Linked DNA regions of Sus scrofa: region 2 is linked to region 1. Evidence: chromatin contacts called from public Hi-C data. All regions are on one chromosome and are shown on one strand. The core of a region is the stretch at or near the end of the contact, and the rest is flanking DNA. Distances in the headings are between cores, read along the strand shown. Region 1 holds the start of ITGA1 (integrin alpha-1). Region 2 overlaps ITGA1 (integrin alpha-1).

Evidence for each region. Hi-C and Micro-C count contacts between places; a contact is called where the count stands out from the background.
Region 2: a contact with region 1 is called in a Hi-C map of omental adipose tissue, with 1.6 times the contacts expected there. The contact joins the enhancer-like site here to the promoter of ITGA1 in region 1. A contact is called at or near these places in 2 of 5 promoter capture datasets (both in liver), 11 of 47 Hi-C or Micro-C datasets (embryonic fibroblasts, heart right ventricle, liver and 5 more) and 1 of 2 datasets of contacts at active chromatin or transcription factors (skeletal muscle).

The regions. Positions count from the first base shown.
Region 1 is chr16:32,127,897-32,133,704 of Sscrofa11.1, forward strand. It overlaps ITGA1 (integrin alpha-1), which reads left to right and starts at 2,369. Exons shown (of 31, transcript XM_021076769.1): 1 at 2,369-2,492. The coding sequence starts at 2,432. It overlaps PELO (protein pelota homolog), which reads left to right and starts at 2,358. Exons shown (of 4, transcript XM_013984761.2): 1 at 2,358-2,492. All of the region lies in intron 1 of LOC106506482 (a long non-coding RNA gene), which reads right to left.
Region 2 is chr16:32,244,985-32,251,415 of Sscrofa11.1, forward strand. ITGA1 (integrin alpha-1) reads left to right here. Exons shown (of 31, transcript XM_021076769.1): 11 at 2,388-2,461; 12 at 3,150-3,294. Among named protein-coding and RNA genes, the nearest start is that of ITGA2, 88 kb to the right of the region's middle. Within about 2 kb of position 2,302, at least 10 of the 83 cell types and tissues checked have an H3K27ac peak or open chromatin away from gene starts, as enhancers often do. A contact at or near this core is called in omental adipose tissue, where this site is marked.

The sequences.
Region 1 (5,808 bases), core at 1,119-3,618:
ATTCTAAGTATGTTTTAATCCTACTTCAAATAAGATATAATTTTGCAATTTCCCTTTTCATTTTTTCTAATTAAATATATTGTAATTTTCTAGAATTCTATATATGCATAAATGTGTAATATATATATATATATCTACATATACACACACACATACACTATTATCTGGATTTCAAAACTCTGAGCAATCTGGATAAATGTTTTGGGGGAAATATTTATGGTGATTTTTAAATGTCTAAGCATAAATCAATTAATCAGTATTTATTGATTATTGTGCAAAGCCCTTTGGGCCATACTGGAAAGCATAAAACACCAGGGAGACTATAGATAGAGAGATGAGATAAATAGAAGAAAGGCACTGTATGGCAGAACTGACAGCAAGTTAATGAAGATGGGAAAGAGACTGGAAAGTCAAACTGGGGTAGAGAGCACTGAATGCTGGCAAGGGAGCCCAAGTAATGTCTAGTGGGACTGAATTGTGACCCAAAACAATGCAATTTTTTTAGAGATTTATTTCTGCAATTTTGAAGATAGGATTAAGAAATGAAAATATGAGAGCTGTAAACAGGGGAAAGAGGATTTTTAATATATTTACTAAGTGAATCACTTCAAATTTGTAAATTAGAAGAGGAATTATTTGGCTGACAGTTCCCATTCTGAGATTTGATGGCCTTTTTATATTTATTGAATCCCTTATTTATTTATGTATTGACCATGCCTGAGGCATACAGAAGTCCCCAGGCCAGAGATGGAACCCTTGCCAAGGCAGTGACAATGCCCGGTCCTTAACCACTAGGCTACCAGGGAACTCCTTCATTAAACTTTTAAAATGTTGTCTTTTCCAACTTTTAGCCCCTGCAATCTTCTATTTGGCAATCTATAAGTCATCCTCAAGGGCTTCTCCCTGCCCTTTCCTGGGATGCTCTGGCTTGTATCACCTATGTTGTGCTCCAGGCAATGAGTCCTCCTTTGGGTGGCACTCTTGTCCTGTCTAGCCCTAGTCCTACTAGAACAAAACAATTAGTAGTTGAACCGAACTGAATCAAATCAAATGAAGTTGAATAGAATTTAATGGCTCCACCACCTGTAAACACAAATCCACTCATCCATGCCTTCCCTTTCTTTGAAATTCTCAAAACCATTAAGACAGGGATGCTTAAAAAATAGCCAGTATTCAGTGAAACTAACATGTGGATGTGGCTCTTGACTCAAAGGATGTACAATGCACCAGACAAAAGAAGCACTGCAAACTCCCAAGTGCTTCTTCTGGCCTGGGTCTCCTGAGGAGGCATTCCAAGCCCCAGCATTTGTGATGGGCCAACTTAACTTCCCAATTCCGAGTGATGGGAGTGAGGAAGAAGGGAGTAACATGTTCCTGACTTAATGCACCCTTACTTGTAAAAGTCTGTAGCAAGAAATAAAACAGCGCCCCAAGTTCTTTATTAGATTTAACTGCCAATGTACAAACATCCTAATTCAGATTAAACAAAATAGCCCACACACATTCCATTTCTAAGGAGAATGTTTTCCTCCCTTCCTTCCCCTCCCGCTTCCCTCTTACATTTATATCTTTCTGCATTTCTTTTTTCCTCCTAGTCTTGTTTCTCCTTTCCTCTAGCTTATCATAGACTTCCCAAAGAAAAGCCTCCCTAGGACCACAAACCACCACAAAGGGAGCAAACTCTCCATAAGTGAAAGCCAAGGCCTCCGTGGGGCGTGTCGGGGTGGCACCCCCACCCCCTTTTAGTGCGAGAGGACCGGACAGCGAAGTTCAACTGTCCACAGGAGAAGGACGGGGAACACATCTGCTCGCTTTCACAGACTGAGAGATTGTTTCTGCGCAATCGGACCCAAGGAAAGCAGCCTCTCCTTAAGGGCCGAGGGGCCTTGCTCTTTGAAAGTACCCTTCCTGCCCAGACCCCGGGAGAAGTGAGGGTGCGAAGGCGGAGCCACCAGGCTGGCGACACCCTCCCGAAGGTCCGGCCCTCACCCGCCTCTTCCTACCACCTTAGGGAGTTGGCACGGGGAGCGGAGATCACCCTCTCAATGAAAGGCAGATGTCCCTTTAAGGTTTGCCTCGCAGCTCGTGGACTTTAGCCTAAACACGGACCCGCGAAGCTGGCTTTATTTGTCCATGTCTCGGACAGAGCCTGGGAGGCTGCCAGAGAGATTTCAGAGCCCGAGAGCGCAAAGGGGCGGGAGATGTGGCAATCCTGCTGAAAAGCGTGGAGTGGATTTAGAGGCACTGGTCGAAAACACAGGAAATCACTTTGCTCCTCCCGGGCTCCGGGGCCAACAGGGCCAGCGACTGAGACCTGTGGCGTCTCGCGGAGTGACCCAGAGCAACGCGGATCCCGAGCGCGGTTTCACCGAGCCCTTCCCTCCGATCCAGTGCGTCCCCGGGTCCCCCAGGGGCTGCGACCGCTCCGGCCATGGCCCCCCGGCGCCGCGCCAGCCCAGGGGTCGCTGTCGCCAGCTGCTGGCTCCTCACCGGTGAGCGACCCTGCTTTTCTCTGAGCATCTCCTACGCGCAGGGTTCGGGAATCGCGCCTCGGGGCTTAAAACAGGGAGGGAGGCAAGCAGAGGGCCGGCGCAGAGGGAAGAAGGGAGCGCAGATCTACTCGCGGGCGATCCAGTAGTCTGGGCAGGTTGGAGTACAGAGAGCGGTGTCTGCGTTTGGTTTCGACATGGATTACTTTTGAGGTCGTTTCAAAACCCTCACCCCAATCGTAGGCAGAAGCCGTGCTGAAAATTTTACAAGCTGTTATTGACTTTTCAAATTAAAGTTGTTTTTGACCCTATACCTGGTATTTTAGGGCTTTGCTGATGGCTTTTTTTTTTTTTTTTTTTTTTTTTGAGAGAGAGAGGTAACTAGCGAGTACCTGATTTACATGCAAAACTCCCATCCTCAGTTTGCTCAGGAGTGAGCATTATTACTTTTCTTGCTCTCAAGTATTCAAGATATTTTCTGCCAGGAAGAAAAGAGAAGAATGCAAGGCAAAGTTGCCTCTTATCCCCAAAATGATGTTTCTGTCTTAGTACCCAGGAGAAGGAACGTAGTGAAATTGAGGGAGGAATAGTGAATATTTACTTTGTAAATACCGCAGACCAGACTAACTTCTTAAATGCAAGATACACTATTGTTAGTTGTGCGTAAATAGGTATCTTTTAGCAGAGACAAAAAACAGTAGAGATGCAGTTATATTCAATTTAGAAAAATAGATTGAATCATAGCATTTTCTAAGATTTTCCAAATGATTAACCAGCTCCTAAGGGGGGAAAGCTGCAAGGGTGAAGGAAAGAGAAGGTGGATGGGGTAAAGCTTTGTGTGAAAGATGGTTTATTAATGGTTGGCTTTAGTATATCATCAATAGTCAATCAATATTCAGTGTCTTTATGCTAGCATGTTTATTAGTACTTGTTAACAGCATTTTACCATTTTTAAAAAGCATTGATCACACCGGTTTAGCCTGGCATACATGCTCAAGCACTGTTAAGTTTCATGAAGATCACTTCTAAATGGATTATTAGAAAGCAAAGCTTTTTTAAAAAGTGGGGTGGTATAAAGAGAGTGAGCTAAACATTTCCCACTACTCAGGAAATGACCAATAATCCAAACACTGGCAACTTCTGAACTGCTTTACCAGTCAGTGAGTGGTTGACCTTGTCATCAGCCACTATTACTCTTTACACGTATTTGACCTATGACTCCTCTCCAACTCAAATTTTTTGGAGGTTGTTTGCATTTTTTGTTGTTGTTGTGCAAAATATGAGTGGTTTACTAACTACCCAAGTTGTACTTTTTTCATTTTACCAAATAAGCTATCACCAATGTAGAAAAGATCAAATGAGGTTTGTATATCCTCTAAAAAGACAAGAATGAAACTTGAAAAAGCAGAGGTAAACAAAATACAATTTCATGTGTGTGTGTGTTTTAAGTTCAACTATTTTATTTTCCATGCCTAAAACAGTCCCAAGTTGTATACTGTGGGTTTTCTGCAATTACTGGGGGTAATAAATCTTGCTGAATCCAGGAAGGGACTTAACAGAAACTACTGCATACATATTTCTAAGTTACTTAATTATCTTTTGTGTACATGTATACATGTATTATATCTCAATCTATACATGTATATTATTCAATCATATTGAAATTTATAATTTAAAGTTATCTCAGATTCAACAAGTTCCTCATATGTGCTATAGTTATGCCCATTTCACAGTACAACATAGAGATCTGAAATTTGACTTCTTCCTTTCCTTCGTTGGTTACCCTGTCAGTCATCATGTTGTCAGCTTCCTTAGAACCTTCTCATCAATTCATAGAGTCCACAACTAATCTGGGGTCTTATCACTACACCCATTCATGCACAGTACTATAGAGTTCATCTTATTGTCTTCAGTCTGCACCTAACCTCTAATTCTTGTTAAGAATACATAATTTTCATTATACCTTTGTCGTTAGTCAAAAATCTTTGGTGGTTCTTTGTTATCTTTCATCAGATAAAATCCAAAATTCTCAACTGACCTTTCAGGGTCTGCCCTAATCCAGCACCCTCTGTCTCCCATACCCCTGTATCAGTTTCCTATTGCTGTTGTAACAAACTGCCACAGATTTACTGGCTTAAAACAAGACAAATTTGCTACCCACAGTTATGTAGGTCAGAAGTCTCACAGGACTAAAATCAAGATGTCGGCAGGGTTGTTTTTCTTCTGGAGGCTCTAGGGGAGAATCCACTTCCTTGCCTTTTCCAGCTTCTAGAGGCCACATACATTCCTTGGCTTGTGGTTCCATTCTCCATCTCAAAGCCAACAAAGTAGCATCTTCAAATCTTTTCCTGTGATTCTGCTTCATCATCACATCTCCTTCTCTAACTCTGATTCTACTTCCTTCTTCCTATAAAAATCCTAGGAATGCTGGGCTTACCTGGATAATCCAGTATAATTTCCCATCTCAAGATCATTAATTAAATCGTATCTCCCAAATTCCTTTTACCATATAAGGCAATATATTTGCAGGTTCCAGGGATTTGGAAATGAACATATTTGATAGATTATTATTCTGCCTACCAAAACCTCTGAACATTAAACTGCCCATGATAGCTGGTCATATTTCCTTCCCCATAATTCTCATGCTCATTTTGCTGTTATGCATATGATACTATTTTATGCATCTAGAAAAGCATTCCACCCTTCTTTCTTACCATTCCCTGCCATCCAACCAAACTCTCTATAGTCTTCAAAGCTGGGTTTGAACCACCTACCCAATAAACCATCTCAGTAAACTTCCCTTTATATTTAGAACTGTCTTGTATTAGCTTTTTTCAATATTTAAAAATGATTCATCACGAAAGATGCCCTTCTCTAAGTCCAAATAAAGTTTTATTGTTATATATGTCAAAGTCCCCAGCAAAAAACCAGTGGCACATATGAAGGGTTTAACTGAAGAAAGTTAAATAAAGGGACTATTTGCAGAAGCATTTAAAGGAATTGACAAAAGATGGTGGAACACCTAGAACAAGCAATAGTAGGAAGAAAGCACTTGAAGCAACAGTGGGAAGAAAAGCCATTACCATTCCCATGTCTGGGAAGGTAGCAATCTGTCAGCCTGACCATGAACTCTGGCTATGGAAGAGGGGGCCACTGAATAGGAGCTGTGGCCCTAGGAAGAGGAATGCAGCTAGTGGCAAAGTTGAAGCCCAGCAGGGAGACATCAGGGGAAATGAATACCCCCTCCTTTTCTTCCTGCCCTCAAATGCCTTGTCCAGTCCTCCTATTGGCCATGTCCAAATGGCAGAATTCAAACTAC
Region 2 (6,431 bases), core at 1,052-3,551, 120 kb after region 1:
GGTTCCCAGGCTAGGGGTCGAGTCGGAGCTGTAGCCGCCAGCCTACGCCAGAGCCACAGCAACGCGGATCCGAGCCGCGTCTGCAACCTACACCACAGCTCACGGCAACGCCGGATCGTTAACCACTGAGCAAGGGCAGGGACTGAACCCGCAACCTCATGGTTCCTAGTCGGATTCGTTAACCACTGCGCCACGACGGGAACTCCCGCACTTTTAATTTTTAATCATATGTACCAGATATGACAGAAACAATCAGTAAAAATCATTTAAAAGAAAAATGATTTAGTTAAAATGGTATTAGTTAAACATAATACAGTCTTATTTCTATATCTTATCTTAAATAAGCAAGTAAATATAAGCTAAGACGTGTAGAAATTAAGCCTATATCAGCTACTGGGTGGAGGAGTGACCAATGTGCCTTAAATGACATTTTCAGATTCTTTCTAACCTAACCACACCGCTAGTTAAAGGCTATACTTTGGAGCACCTGCGTGCTCTAAGAAATCTCCTAAAAACAAAATTATTTAATAAGGAGCTCCACAGATTAAAAATGCTTCCCAGGAGTTTCTACTGTGGCACAGTGGGTTAAGAATCTGACTGCAGCAACTCAGGTCTGTGCAGAGATGCAGATTCAATCCCTGGCCCAGTACATTGGGCGAAAGGATCTGGTGTTGCTGCGGTTTCAGCGTAGGTCGCAGTTGGGGTTTGGATTCAATCCCCGACCTGGGAACTTCTGTATGCCACAGGTGAAGTCATTAAAAAAATGTATCTATCTCCCAGATCTTCATTTCTGCTCTTTCAGGGCTAACCAAGAGCAGTATTTTTATTAGCCTATTTCTGACTTTTTTCATAATGAGTTCCAAAAGGGCTTGCCTTCCTTGATACTTGGGGAATCTCCATTTCCAATCCCCCTTTCTCTTGAGGTGGTAAATAGCAGCAATTGTGAAAATTGTGTTTGCTGAAGGACAGTGCCACCTAGTGAGGCGAGGCGACCAGCTATTTGCCCAATAAAATCAGAAAATGATCCAATGTCTCCCTTTCCCATCAAGCACTGGGAGAAATGCTGAAATTCCTAATCAGAGGCCACAGCAGTTACGGCAACACCCACAAACAAATCGAGGGAGGAGCCAGCAACAAGATATACAACTGCTTTACCACAGTGCAGAGTCAGCAGGCAGGACTACACAGAGCTTCCCTCTCTCTGTTCTCAGTTGTAAACAGAACGGCAGCAGAGGAAGGTGCTAGAAATAGATATGTCTCTACTATTGCATTCTTATCACTGATCTTGCAGAAATAAATAAAAAAGCACCTTAAACCATCATGGGCCTAAAATAAATGTTCAAAATAAACTGCATCTCATCCATTTAAATTAGAGGACAATTTGTATGTGAAATTAAAATGATATAGTTGAATTCTTGATTAACTTCTGCATTTAATCTAGTCCTGTTGTATTTTTTAACAAATTGATGCAGGTAAATAACTAGTGAATAAGTTTGATTTCACAAATTTGATTCTTCTCATGCCTCAGTGAAACAGTAGATTGACTTTTTAAAAATTATGCACTATTTTTAACTTGTCGGCAAGGCCAAATAAATCAGTAACTCCCTTATGAAAGCAAATAAATCAACATTCTCTTAATCCCCTTAGGAGGCTGTGGCTTGGAGTTGGCGAATATTTTGAGAGTAGCACACCCTCACAGAATGTTCTGGATTATCTCTGTGTTTCAGTAAGAGCTTTAAATTGAATACAGGAGCTTCCAAAAAAAAAAAAAAAATGTGGTTGAATGGCATGAAAGCCTGGAGCCCTGTCGGGAAGTCCACTCCCAATCTGTGTGTGACACCCACAGCCAGAAATCAGAGCAAATACAAACCCGGGATCCCTAAACCCTTTATCAAACAATGGGATTTTGAGATGATAGACAGCAGGAAATACAGATGAGGCTGGTAGACACAAGAAACCTCTTTAAATACATGAATCAAATGTCATTAGCCCTGTGACATATCAGGTAAGTTTAGCCTAAAGTCTCAGGAGGATTCCCAGGGCCTGAGGGTGAGGCCCAGAGCTTTCAGTGGGGGTGGATCTAAAGCACCATAGGACTGGAAAGCACACGAGGGCGTAAGAACAGAAGCAGGAATAGGGATCTCTCAGCTCCTCCAGCAAGGGCGGGGAAGCTAACAGACACAAATAGGAGACACAGCTCTCAGGATAGCCTTCTCTGTCCTCAACCCAGCCCTACCTAGGAATCTGGGGTAGAGGGGAGAAATGCGTGGCTGAAAAATACCCCAAAGATGCTACGAGTTCTGGTTGGCGAGACCACAGACTGTACTAGGTCTCCGACTTCTGCAAATCAGCAGTGTACTAAAGGCAATCCCTCTCCTATGTTACAGCTACAGCTGACCAGTCGGCAGCTTCTTTTGAGATGGAAATGTCTCAGATGGGCTTCAGCGCTCATTATTCACAGGTACGTTGGCCACCGGGTAGAAAGCATCTTTTTTTGAAGGTTTCTTTTCCCCAAACCAGCACCCAGACATCAGCATTACAGGTGCAACTTGCAGTTCATGGCATGAACACTTATTCAGACCCAAATAGGAAACAGCATTTCACAGGCTTCTTATTAGGAAAACATGTTATTTCATACAGCTCACTGCATTGTACTAATAATTGTGAATCAGACAGTTTGAGGTCTGCTTGTGTGATTATACATCTAGCTAAATAAAATACATAATTTATCACATTTGCCAGAGAAATGTATCTTTTTCCCAGTATCGAGATATTCAAGGGTCTTGCTAGAATCCTGTGTTCGAGGCCCAGGATTCCTGGCAGCAATAAAACAGAAAACAGATTAGAGAATATATCCTTTGTAGTTGATGGAAGAAAATGTACTGTGGTCCCTGCACAGGAATATTGACAGCTCATTGTGCATTTGTGCTGTATAAACTAGGGCAATTCAGTCACCTGGCCCTGGTTTCCTCTTCTGTAAAATGAGAGTGGTGATAGTGGCATCCAGCCCAAAGTGTTATTGTGATGATTTTATGAGTTATTAGATGTAAAGCACTTTGAACAGTACCTGTCACATTGTTAAAACACGTAAGTGTTTGCTCTTAACCATTTTTTTGTTAAATATCATTGTTTCTCTATTTGGCTCTAAGGACTGGGTCATGCTCGGAGCAGTAGGAGCCTATGATTGGAATGGAACAGTCGTCATGCAGAAGGCTAATCAAATCAAAATTCCCCCAAACAAGACCTTTAATGTCGAGTCTACCAAAAAGAATGAACCTCTTGCTTCTTATTTAGGTAAAGTTTGGATGTAAATAATAGAAAGTTGCTTTGGGTTTTTTCTTTTTTGAATTATTTGCTTATATTTACATAGGTGTACCTAAAATGGTTTGAGAGAGATCACTTCTAAAAGTTAGATGTTTTACAGGACCCATGGAAGTTTCCAGGCCTTGGATAAGCAGTCTTACTCAGAATACCAGAACATGCGGGAGCCTTTCTCAGAAGGACTATCTAGCACTGGGATTAATTTGGGCTGATCTGCACACTTTTTGAGGTCCCTTTCTGTCTGGTATTCTCAATTTCAGGAAGTGCTTCAGACCCAGTGAACAGGAAATAAAGGTAGAAAAAGAACCCTTGGCTCAGCCTGTATCCTGAAGATCAGACTCCCAAATTCTCTTAAATATCCTCTATCATTAGTTTCTCTCTATGAGTCCTAATTTTGCAAAGAAAAATTTTAATCTATTTTCTCATATGACTTCTCTAATACCTCTGTTCACAATCAGATATAAATTGAACCCACTGATGTAACAATTTTCCAAAGACTTGCTTAGACAGAGGAGATGTGTTTGGTGTCACTTTATTCTGGATCTGTGCCAGGCTGGGGGATACCAGGGGACTCTTCTATCACTGGCTGATCTTGGTAAACAGTTGGGAAGGACTCAGATGGAAAGGACCTTCAGGATATGGTTTCCACTCAACAAATATTTGGGGAACATTTCTCTTGCCCCAGGTGCTGGGGACGTGGTGGTAAAGAAAACAAATACCATGTTGTGTTCATATTTTAGCATCTTAGCAGCCCTCTCTGGGATCTTTCTGTCCTAGAGGCAAGTCTTTTTCTCTCTCTATCCCAGTTTCTTCCTGTTTTCCAAGGAAGGTGGCAGATCTTTACTGGTACATATATAGATCTCCTATTCAAGGGTACATACTAAAGCTGTAAGGGAACAGGAGATAAGAAGAATAAGGAAACTGAGGAGTTTTGATAATTAAAAATATAGTGATAAGCAGCAGGTATTATGTGAGTGCTTTCCCTTAAGGCATGTTGAGCTGCGTTAATGGAAGCCTAGTCTATTTCTCATAAAACTCCTATTTCATTCTCCCCTAGTCAGACAGCAGCTAGGCATTCTAAGCATTGTTCTAAGCATCACACACTACAAAAGAGAATGGCAAACCAGTATTGCCAATAAAAAATTATCTGAAGGATACAGATCTGAAAATAATCACCATCTACCCCTCTCTCTCCCCACAAAACCTGAAAAAATTAGTGCTTTAGTAGTTAGAAAACAAAGTGGACACTGCATATCTTTTATATTTGGAGGATTGTGATGTACAATAAAAGAGTTGGTGTCAAAATTCTTTTTGAGTTTTAGAATTAAAAGATCTTAGAAAGCAGATGATACACATCTAATTTTCCAAATTAAGAAATTGAAGAATAGTGATATGTCACAGCCAACTTTGACAAGCCTAAACTAGAATCTAGGTCTTTCGATTTTTGTTGTTGTTGTTGTTGTTGTTGGTCTTTTGTCTTTTAAGGGCCACACTGGCGGCATATGGAGGGTCCCTGGCTAGGGGTCTAATTGAAGTTGTCACTGCAGGCCTATGCCAGAGCCACAGCAACACCAAATCCGAACCACACCTGTGACCTACACCACAGTTCACTGCAACATCGGATCCTTAACCCGCTGAGCAAGGCCAGGAATCAAACCTGTAACTTCATGATTTCTAGTCGGATTTGTTTCTACCGCGCCAAGGCACCTAGGTCTTTCGATTCTTATTCCAGAGTTCATTTCTCCATGCCAAAATGCCTGATTCTGTGTTGATCAAGAAAGTATTTACAGGGAGTTCCCATTGTGGTGCAGTGGAAATGAATCTGACTAGGAACCATGAGGTTGCCGGTTCGATCCCTGGCCTCGCTCAGTGGGTTAAGGATCCGGCGTTGCTGTGAGCTGTGGTGTAGGTTGCAGATGAGGCTTGGACCCTGTGTTGCTGTGGCTGTGGTATAGGCCTGCCTCTGCACCTCCAACTGGACCTGTACCCTGGGAACTTCCATATGCCACAGATGTGGCCCTAAAAAGCAAAAAAAGAAAAAGAAAGAAAGCACTTACAAATAATGAGTACCTACAGTGTGCCAAACCTTCAGTTATAAGTTGAGGATAACAAGATAAATAAGGGGTATCTGTCCCTGCATTGATGAAACTTACTTACCTTTTCAGATAAGAGACAACACTAAACCAGCCCATTACTGTCAGTGTAATATGTGCTATGACATAGAATACCTAACAAGAAGACAAGAGGTTAGGTTAGATAGCTTCTAAAAGTTCATGTTCTGCATCTGTGAGACTGTGCTATGTGAAATACCTTGAAGTCAAGAACTAGTTTGACCTGAAGTTTCTTCTCATCCTAGATAGAAAAATCAGAGAACATTTTCCTTCATATACAATGGTGGCATATAAATTAGTATAACTTTTTTGGAAAGTGTTTTGACAGTATGGATCCAGAGTCATAAAATGTTTGTACCCCATTAACCTAGAAATTTTACTTCTGAGGATCTAACCTAAGGGGAAAAAATCTAATTATTTAAGAATGCCAAGGGAACAATTGTTTTCATTGTATTATTTCTAATATTGAGGTAAATGGCATATCCTAAATGTCAAAAAATATGGAATAGTTAAGTAAATGGTAAATCCACTGGATGGGCCATCATGCACCCATAAAAATAGAAATTATAAAGCTGCTGATCCCGTGGTACTTGGTTCTAGCAATGGGTATAAGTCAGACAGTGCAGAGACACTCTGAGCCCATGAAGTCTCCAGTGTGTTTTCTGACTCTGCCCCTGGCTATGACTTGAGGCAAATTACTTTACTCCTCAGAGCCTCAATTTGCTTATTTCCAAAAAAAAAAAAACATAGTTTATATATACATGTATATAAAATTCGGGTTGTTATGAACATGAAATTAAATGAGACCTGTAGGTGCTTAGTACTGTGCTTGACAGAGAGTCAGCCCTCAGTAGGTGTTGTCTATTATTGTAGTCTTGTGTAGTGTTATATAATAAGCATTCCTCTTATTAGTATTAGGGAAGGCAGCACAATGACCCCAAAGATGTCCATGTCCTAATCCCCAGACCCAGTCTTCTATGGCGGAAAGGACTTCCCAGA